Regions from separate parts of the Mus musculus genome. Here regions 1 and 3 are each linked to region 2. A link is a contact called in public HiChIP or PLAC-seq and Micro-C data. All regions are on one chromosome and are shown on one strand. Each heading gives the region's core, a stretch centred on a gene start, on an enhancer-like site or on the middle of the called end of the contact. The rest is flanking DNA. Distances are from core to core; before and after follow the strand shown. Region 1 overlaps Rgs7 (regulator of G protein signaling 7). Region 2 holds the start of Rgs7 (regulator of G protein signaling 7). Region 3 has its middle 110 kb from the start of Grem2.

The links. Hi-C and Micro-C count contacts between places; a contact is called where the count stands out from the background. HiChIP or PLAC-seq counts read pairs in DNA pulled down with a chosen protein or histone mark.
Region 1: a contact with region 2 is called in an H3K27ac HiChIP or PLAC-seq map of neural progenitor cells, with 5 times the contacts expected there. The contact joins the enhancer-like site here to the promoter of Rgs7 in region 2. A contact is called at or near these places in 6 of 39 promoter capture datasets (cranial neural crest, frontonasal cranial neural crest, liver and 3 more), 5 of 484 Hi-C or Micro-C datasets (the HL-1 cell line, the N1E-115 cell line, cerebellar granule neurons and 1 more), 5 of 115 datasets of contacts at active chromatin or transcription factors (astrocytes, craniofacial prominence, neural progenitor cells and 2 more) and 2 of 9 other capture datasets (adipose tissue and pancreatic islet).
Region 3: a Micro-C map of embryonic stem cells shows a contact between it and region 2, with 5 times the contacts expected there. The contact joins the enhancer-like site here to the promoter of Rgs7 in region 2. A contact is called at or near these places in 8 of 39 promoter capture datasets (the HPC-7 cell line, cranial neural crest, embryonic stem cells and 3 more), 2 of 484 Hi-C or Micro-C datasets (cortical neurons and embryonic stem cells) and 1 of 115 datasets of contacts at active chromatin or transcription factors (embryonic forebrain).

What each region holds. Positions count from the first base shown.
Region 1 is chr1:175,127,244-175,130,151 of GRCm38.p6, forward strand. All of the region lies in intron 6 of Rgs7 (regulator of G protein signaling 7), which reads right to left. Among named protein-coding and RNA genes, the nearest start is that of Grem2, 210 kb to the left of the region's middle. Within about 2 kb of position 1,453, at least 37 of the 459 cell types and tissues checked have an H3K27ac peak or open chromatin away from gene starts, as enhancers often do. A contact at or near this core is called in astrocytes, cerebellar granule neurons, cerebellum and 3 more, where this site is marked.
Region 2 is chr1:175,491,083-175,493,824 of GRCm38.p6, forward strand. Rgs7 (regulator of G protein signaling 7) reads right to left here and starts at 1,463. Exons shown (of 18, transcript NM_001347195.1): 1 at 1,179-1,463; 2 at 1-94. The coding sequence starts at 48.
Region 3 is chr1:175,028,388-175,031,401 of GRCm38.p6, forward strand. No RefSeq gene overlaps it. Among named protein-coding and RNA genes, the nearest start is that of Grem2, 110 kb to the left of the region's middle. Within about 2 kb of position 1,559, at least 45 of the 459 cell types and tissues checked have an H3K27ac peak or open chromatin away from gene starts, as enhancers often do. A contact at or near this core is called in embryonic stem cells and trophoblast stem cells, where this site is marked.

The DNA of each region.
Region 1 (2,908 bases), core at 203-2,702, 360 kb before region 2:
TTCATTATCTTTCTGTAACTGTTTTATTATATTTCAAACAATTTTAATATTATATATCTTTACTATAAAATATTTCAATGGATTGTTATTTTTCACTAGGCAAATGACTTTACATTTACTATCTTTCATTTGATCAATATTATAACTGCTAATTTAGTTTTCTTCTTGTATTATATTTGCCTAGCACACGTTGGTCCACCATTTCATACGTTTAGTTATTTAATTAGTTTTTGAGTCCAGGTCTCGCTATGTAACCCAGCCTGGCCTAAAACTCTCCAATTAGACCAGGCTAGCCTCAGACTCACAGACATCTGCCTGCCTCTGCCTCTGCCTCTGGAGAGCTAGAATTAAAGGTGTGTGCTACCACACCTAGCTTGCCATCATCTGTTTAAACTGACTTACTTTGTTTTACTTAAAAACCAACTAAAATACTTGTTCTTTTGGTAGACTAATGTAAATTTTTTTTATTCTTAATTGAATTTTATGTGACTGTGAATTTTGTCTGCATGTGTGTCTGTGCACCTCATGCATACCAGGTGCCAGAGGAGGGCATCAGGCTCCTTGGAACTAGAAGTAGAGTTAGAAATGGTTGTGAACCTCTATATGTGTATGGGGAATCAAGCCCAGGTCCTCTGAAAGAGAAGCCAGTGTTCTTGTCACTGAGCCATCTCTGAAGCCCCTTTCATCCATCCTTTTTCTTACATCCACTATTCTTTTCCTCACACACCCCTCCCTCCCTTCCTTTCCTCCTCTGTCTTCCTCTATTTTCTACTATTTGTTTCATGAGTAAGTTTTCTTTAACAACTACAACAGTATTTGATAAGTAATAAAACTTTTTATCATTCAAACTTACCTCCTCAAATGAAGGCTCAACTGTTTAATTCCTTAAACTATGACCTCAGAAATTAAGCAGTGACTAATACAATCTGCCACCAATGATGAAGAACTAGTTTATTTTCAGCCTTTAGTCTTCTAATATCTTAATGAATAAAATCTATTCTGTGCCACTAATTAGCATTTTTAAAGTAAACTGTAGCGCTCATGTTTTATTTAAAACATTTTGATTCAATCATTTTGGAACTTAGAGGGAAGGTAGAGAAAGCAGTTGTCTTGGGTTATTCAACAGAAAACTGTCTTTTCGCAGCTTTCTCTTATAAGTGTAAATTTGTTTAATATAACCAAGCTTAGATTCCCATATTGTTTCTGGTTTTCTTTAGTGTTTGCCCACTTGTCTGGGTGAGGTGACCACACAGGTGACAGGAAACTGGGGAACTGCACGCTGAGCTCCAGGCTTTCTGTCGGTCAACCCCTCAAGCATTCATCCATAGCTTTCCTCTCTTCCTTTCACTGGCTGTTAATCCTGCTGCTGAACAACTGGGGGTCTCTGACATGTGGAGAATTGAGGTCAGATTAGGGATGGAACCTTCTACTACAGTGCCACACTGAAATCCCAAGAAACCTTAAAAGGCAAACAGGCTTTCTCGGTTCTCTTTGAGCTTGCTTCTATTTCTAGCCCTCATGCATACACAGGGAATCTTTAATGAGGTTACTTGGACTTGATCCAGTGCTCTAAAGCTGCCAAGTTTCTTGAGAAAAGCAACCTTAGTTATATCCATAGGGTCATTTCCTAGCTCCAAGCTCCATTGATTCCATTCAAATGAGAGGGACTCTGCAGTGTGTGTGTGTCTTTTACTTCTTTCTGTGTTTCTGTCTGCTCACTGCCAGCTTCACCTTCACTCTTTTCGGTCTATGTATGAAAAGAAAGGAGCAGTTTTGAAGACCTTCCTGGAAAGTAAAGTATTTCAGTCTGTCATTGCTTCTTATGTCTGCTTTCAGATTCAAATACAGTCTGTGTTTAATGGACATACAGGTTAAACCTTAAAATTTTGAGAGCTTAAAAAAATATATACAGAAATTACTATTTTAATTGTAAAGAAGGATATAGCTCCTTTTTAAAAAAATAAGAATTTCCCTGGAGATTTTGTGGAGGTGCTCAATGGGTAAAATCACACATGCTCAAACATGCAGATCTGGCCCCAGCTACTCATAAAAGTGGCCTATGTCTATAGTGTGCTTGTAGCACCAGCACTGTGGGTGGAGATGGGATCCCAAAAGTTCACTGGCCAGCCAGCTTAGCTCAAACTGCACATTTCTGTTTCTGTGAGAAACCCTGTCTCAGGACAATAAGGCATAGTGGTATAGAGGAAGAAACCCAACACAGAGCTCTGGCATCCACATGCACACCCAAGGAACACAACCAGTCTCTATACACTCTGCATATACAGTACACACACACACACACACACACACACACACACACACACACGTACCTATGCACAAAAAAATCAGGTCTGTATGCCCTTGTGTCTAACACCAGTCTCAGAGACCTCATGAGACAGTCTCTAACCAAACAAAGCGAACAGAAGAACAACAGATTCTTTCCTTTGTTTGCACTGGTCTCTCTCTCCCCTCTCACACCTCTTTCTTCCTGTGACATGGTTTTTAATGTGACATTTAAAGATTCATGAACAAGTTGATGGGATGGCTCAGTGGGTAAAGGTGGTGACTGCCAACCCTGATAGTCTGAGTTCCACCCCTGGGATCCACATGGAGGGAGGAGAACCAGGTCTTACAAGTTGTCCTCCGACCCCCAGACATGGCAATGCAATTTTACTCCCACGTCAATTTTAAAACAAATATTAAATTTAGCTAGCATTCCTAGTACATTCAAATGTAATGGTTAATGCCCTTTCTTTTCCCTCAAATCCTAAACGACCTGTGGTGGTTTGAATGAAAATGACCCCCAATAGGACCATAGTGAGTGACCACACTGGGAGCTGTGGCCTTGTTGGAGGAAGAGTGTCACTGGGGATGGGCTTTGAGGTTTTACAAACCCACGTCAGGCTCT
Region 2 (2,742 bases), core at 213-2,712:
GTCCGCCACCCCGTTGCTGGTCTGTCCATAATTATTTCCCTGAGCCATTTCACCCAGAACTTGGTAGCTCAGATACAAGGATGATCAATCTGCCCTGCAAAGAATTAGAGAGCCTCTAGTGAGAGCCTGGTAGTCCTGGGGGGAACAGACATCCGCCAACACACACACACACACACACACACACACACACACACACACACACCTTCATGTTCACAGTACCCAAACCACGGGAAGAATTCTTTCATTTCTGGGATGAGGAGAACACCAGACATGGAGTTTTTCTTTTTTAAAGAAATACAAAGGCAGAAGTTTACATCTGTAGTAGCCCCAGGAAATCTCAACAGACAACCTTCCAGTTCGAAATAGTCAGCTAGCTAAGGTTTTTGTGGACTTCATTTTGTGAATACTCTCTTTTTAAAAGTATTAGGTACTTACTTAAAAACCCCATGGTTGGCACTTCCCTAATACCCACTGTTCTCCCTGGATACTTGCTGCTCCACTTGATGCGGTTCTCCCCAAAGGGCAGAAAGCCAACACCCGCTGCAGCCCACTTTCTCCTAGTAGCCAGCTAGTTTCCCATGGCAGGCGCGACAGAGGCCCCTTCCCCACAAGTGTTCTTTTCAGGCACATGTTTGTTCTCCATTTCTTGGGCTCCCCACACAGCCTGGGCATACATAGGCTTTTCCACTTTCACCTGCTTTCACTGCCAGCCCATGGCTCCTCTGTGCTCCCACCTCGGTGCGCTAAGTCTGGACCTGATCCTGACTAATCTTTGGAAGAAAGCTTCCAAATTAGGTCCAAGCAACCCAAGGCTGATGGGAAGTCAAGCCTTGAGCAATCACCTGGCTCACCTCCGAGAGCAAGCTAACTGCACAAGCCTGGAACAATCAGCCAGAAGAGCAGAGAAATCTGGGTCCCAGCTCATCCTGCTCGGCCCTTGCTCTCGGAGGCAGCAAATGGCAGGCAGCCTTGCCCCTCATCCAGGCACTGGCCACACCGGGCAGCAGTTTCAGCACCGTGGACCGCGGCGTGCGCAGCGCCCCAGCCCGGCCGGCCGGGCGCGCCACTCATTGGGGACCGTGACTCCCGTCGTCGCAGGGCGAGGACCGGGTGCGGGACCAGGGGTCCCGGGGACTCCAGGTGGCGCCGCCTCCTCCCCTTCCGCTCCCTCCGGTTACCTCCTCGGCCAAGGTCACGGCCCCGCGGCTCCCCTCCGGGTGTGCTGAGGGCAGGCGCTGTCAGCTGGCTGCGAGCGGAGCTGCGAGGCAGGGCAGCCTCATCACACTCGCGCTGCTCAGGCCACCGCCACCCTCGCCGCGGTGCACAGGCGGCCCCGGCAGCCGCCGCTCGCGCCCGCTCCCCCGGGCCGCCTCGCTCGTTCCCTCCTCCGCTTCTCCTCCCGGGGACTGGGACCAGTCGAGCGCGCGCGGGAGTCGAGACGCCTGGCCCGTGCGCGCGCGACTGGGAGGAGGGAGGAGGCGACAGTCACGTGGGACAGGGACGCCCGAAGGTGCCGGCTCGGACGGGCTCGGCTTCGCCGCCGCCACACCCCTGGGTGTCCCCGGCCTCCCGACCCCGCAACCCCTCGGGAGCACAGGCCCTGTCCCCCGCGCTGGCAAGCCCACGCGCCGCCGCAGGCCTGGAGAGCCAAACTGAGCTAAGCAGGAGGAAGGGCTTGGCGGAGGGTGGGTGGATGGGTAGGTGGGTGAAAGGGTGGGTGAGTGGGTAAATGGATGAATGGATAAGGCCCCCTGCGGCTGGCAGGTCTGCATCGCGCTCCTGGCGACCCTGCTGGCAGAACTAGGGAAGCAAATGATTGATAATCCTTATGCTTAAGTAACAGCCCAGAGAGATGCTGGAATATCCCAGAAGTGAAAGCAATGGCCAGGACCAAATGACTCATTGGCAGGCCCCCTTCCTCACTCCAGCCTGTTTGCCCATGACTTTCACTGCCTCCTATTAAGTTGGAAATACCGGGAAGGAATTTGGAGGCCTCTACCAAAAGCGAACAATCTCACCACCTGTGACATTGAAGGCCCATGGCTGATGTCTGGCTGGTCTAACCTACTGGGCTCAGAGAAACTTGTCTTTAGTCCTTGTCCTCTACTGGGGTTCACAGAATCACAAAGGGTCTGGGGTTGCTGATACCCCGAACCCCAGAAATTCTTCAGGTTTCCGGCACTAATTTTTCAAGGACTGGGAAGACATTAAAGAAAAAAGTTTTTGTCCTCGTGAAATGTACCCAGCTTTCTGGGACATTAGGAAGTTGTGGGAATCTGAACATCTGAGAAGGCTTCCTCTATAGGACTGAGGATAAAGACGATTTAGCCAGTGTGATTTGTGTGTGTAGGCGGACTAAACCTAAGGCCCCTGCCAATGAGCTGCATCCCATTCACAACCCTCTCTACCAGCACCTTCGTTTGTTTGTTTGTTTGTTTGTTTGTTTTTCACTTTTGAGACAGCGTCCAACCAGGCTGGTCTTAAACTCAGTTTAGCCCAAACAGACCTTAAATTCAACATTCTCCTGCCTCAGCCTTCCAAACAGCTGGGATTACAAACCGGTGGCACCAGAATTGGCTATCCAGTGCCATCTGTGGCTGCTTCTCCAAGCAGGGTAAACCTTAATATAACTGCTATCCAAATATCTGTGGGTACCAGTCACGTTTCCAGCCTCACCCAGGCTCTTTCAGGTGTCATTCAAAGTAGCATTTATCTATCCGTACCCATGTTCTAAATACTACA
Region 3 (3,014 bases), core at 309-2,808, 460 kb before region 2:
GTTTTTTTCTGACATGAGAAGGGCCAATGGAAGACCTCAGCCTTCACTATGTTTTAGACTCCTTGCTGTGTTAAGCAAAGATGGAGAGAAGACTGAGCAGAGCCACAGGACCGAATTCCACAGGGACCAGACACTTTCAGAACCTCTGCCTGCCTCCGGCAACTTAATGAGAAATAGTTCTTAAATCCTTCCTAGGCAGGGTTATTTATATTTTGTCCACCTATCAACGTGCCTGTGTCTTTCATCTGTTTGTCTCCCTCTGTGTCTCTGTCTCCTTCGTGTCTTATTCTCTACCCACACACCCGCCCCCACCCCCACCCCGCCCCCCATGAATCTGTAAAAGACTCATCTTGGCTTTGGGCTGCAGTCCCATCAATCCCAAGCTCAGCAGGCAGGCTCCAGGCCTGTCTCCTTCCAAGCGGAAGCCTTTCCCGCAAGGCTGACTCTGCAGGAGGGCTGCACACTGCTGGAAGCACAGGTTCTCAGACCTTGAGGGGGAAGGGTGTTGGCTCCACCATGGCTGGAGGACAAGATTCCACAGCGTCTAAACAGCACACAGCCCGTCCTGGAGAGCTGAGGCCTGCTGTGTGGAGTTGGCGCTCTGCACCTTTGAACAGGGGTTTTGGCTCCGCCTGTCTGCAGACATTGAAACCTATGATTGATGACCAGGACCCGGGTACCAGAAAGTGATGCGTGCTGTTAATGTGGTCTCTGGGGAAACTGGTGCCAATTCAATTAAGTCAGGGGAGAATGAGCTGCTGTTCCACACCTGAGCTTGAGGGGGAGAAAGACACAGAGTCTGCTAAAGACATCGTTCCCAGCAAAGACGGTTGCTGAGCAAATTAGAGACACAGCAACATTTGGTGATGACATATAACATATATTTAGGAGAAGAAAGTTTTAAAAACATGAAACCCATATATAGAGGGGAAAGAATAAACCTGTAGATATTGATCAAAATCTGGCCACGTGCTCTGAAAAATGTATAGATTTTTTTAAAAAGCACAGAAATAGGGAATGAGTTTCATTTCCAAAATGTGTGTGTGCGTGTATGTGTGTGTGTGTGTGTGTGTGTGTGTGTGTGTGTGTGTGTGTGTGTGTGTGTTGGAGGGGGTTCTTATATATACTTCTGTTTTTAAAGATTAGTTTATTATTTGCTTTAATTATCTCTGGTGTGTGTGTGTGTGTGTGTGTGTGTGTGAGAGAGAGAGAGAGAGAGAGAGAGAGAAAGAGAAAGAGAGAGAGAATGGGTGTGTTCACTGATTTCCAGATTCCCTGGAGCTGGCTGGAATTCTAATTGTAGTTGGTTCATCTGGAAGAGTAACCATAGTTCTTAATCACCAAGCCATCTTCCGAGCCTCTGTATATCATTTTAAAAGAATTGTATTCCAGATAATTCAATAAATAGATAACAGGCGACCATAGTAGAACAGCTTGCAGTGGAATGAGAAAGCTGGGATCAGAGACTGGAGAAGAAACAGTGCTGGTTCCCCAACACTGTCCAACCACTCCCGCTTCTCTGAGGCTCTTCAGTTCCTTTAAGTGTGAATAAGGAAGTAGTAGTGTCTTACAGTTTAGGGAAAAGCCCAGGCATTAGCAGTCCTAACAGGCCTCCCAGGAATTCAATGCAGCTACAGATAAAGGTTTTCAAGGTAAGTTCATCTTCAAGTTCAAGTTCAAGTTCAAGATAAGTTTAAACAGAAGAATCTGGATGAGAGGCAAGCATTGATTAAACATAATTAAACAGGCCCGCTCAGGATGTGCCTGGGTGGTCTTAGATCTGGCTCTGTGAGGAGGTGGTCCTAAGGAGACTTTGTCATGCCTTTACTCAATAGAAGGACTCATTCTCCTCTCTACACAATAGTGACTCTTGTTACAGGGCGCTGCCTCCCATGCATGGAGAATTGTCCTGATGTAGGAGATGGTGAGTCCTCCAAAGTTCCACTCTTCCTGGAATCCAGGATAACTGTCTGTCTACAGTGATGACTTATCTTGGTGCTTTCAGCTCCAACGTGGGATGAGCTAGGTCAGCCGGACAGGCTTGCCTTCATGACTACTATGCCTGTGTAGGATCACACAGAGGAACAGACACCGAGTGAAAGGCAGGGGTGGTGCCAGGATTTCTCCCGCTTCTAGTTACTAAATGAAGTGGAGGTTTCACAGTTGTAACACTCCTTGCCTTGCTACATTGTGGATTGTTATGAAACATTAATGCTGTGACCACAGGAGTGAAGGAGTACCGGGTGGGCCCACAACAAGGTGTCCCCCTGAGAAATCACACCATGTGACAGGCAGACCTGATGTAAGGACATTTGGGGAGTGGGAGGAGACCTGAAAAAGGGTTACAGGCAGAGAAAGGGAGAGCAGAGAAAGAGAGGGTGGTCAGAAATACTGGGAACAGGAGAGAGGATGACAGGGGAGAGGTGAGAGAAAGAGAAGGGACAGGGGAGAGGGGAGAGGGCAGAGGGGGCTGGGGTAGCAAACACTCCTCTTTATAGGCTGCCACACCCTGGCAGTTAATGGTGGCAGGTGATGATGCAAGCCATTGCTAGGTCACTCACTATTGGGAGGAGCCTAGAGGAATTGTCTGTAAGCAAACAAGTTCTCTGGCCAAGCAGAGGCAGGGAGGGAGCAGAAGGCATACATCAATGCTAAGTATCTCCCATATATGCTCTATCTCCCATATATGCTCTATCTCCCATATATGCTCTATCTCCCAGATATGCTCTATCTCCCAGATATGCTCTATCTCCCAGATATGCTCTATCTCCCAGATATGCTCTATCTCCCATATATGCTCTATCTCCCATATATGCTCTATCTCCCATATATGCTCTATCTCCCATATATGCTCTATCTCCCACATATGCTCTATCTCCCATATATGCTGTCTGCCTTAATTTTTAAGACAGTCCCTCTCACGGAACCTGGAGTTTGGTTAGGCTGGCTGCCAGCAGGCTTTGGGGATCCACCCGTGTCCCTTCCCAACACTGGGACTGCAGGCACACATCTCC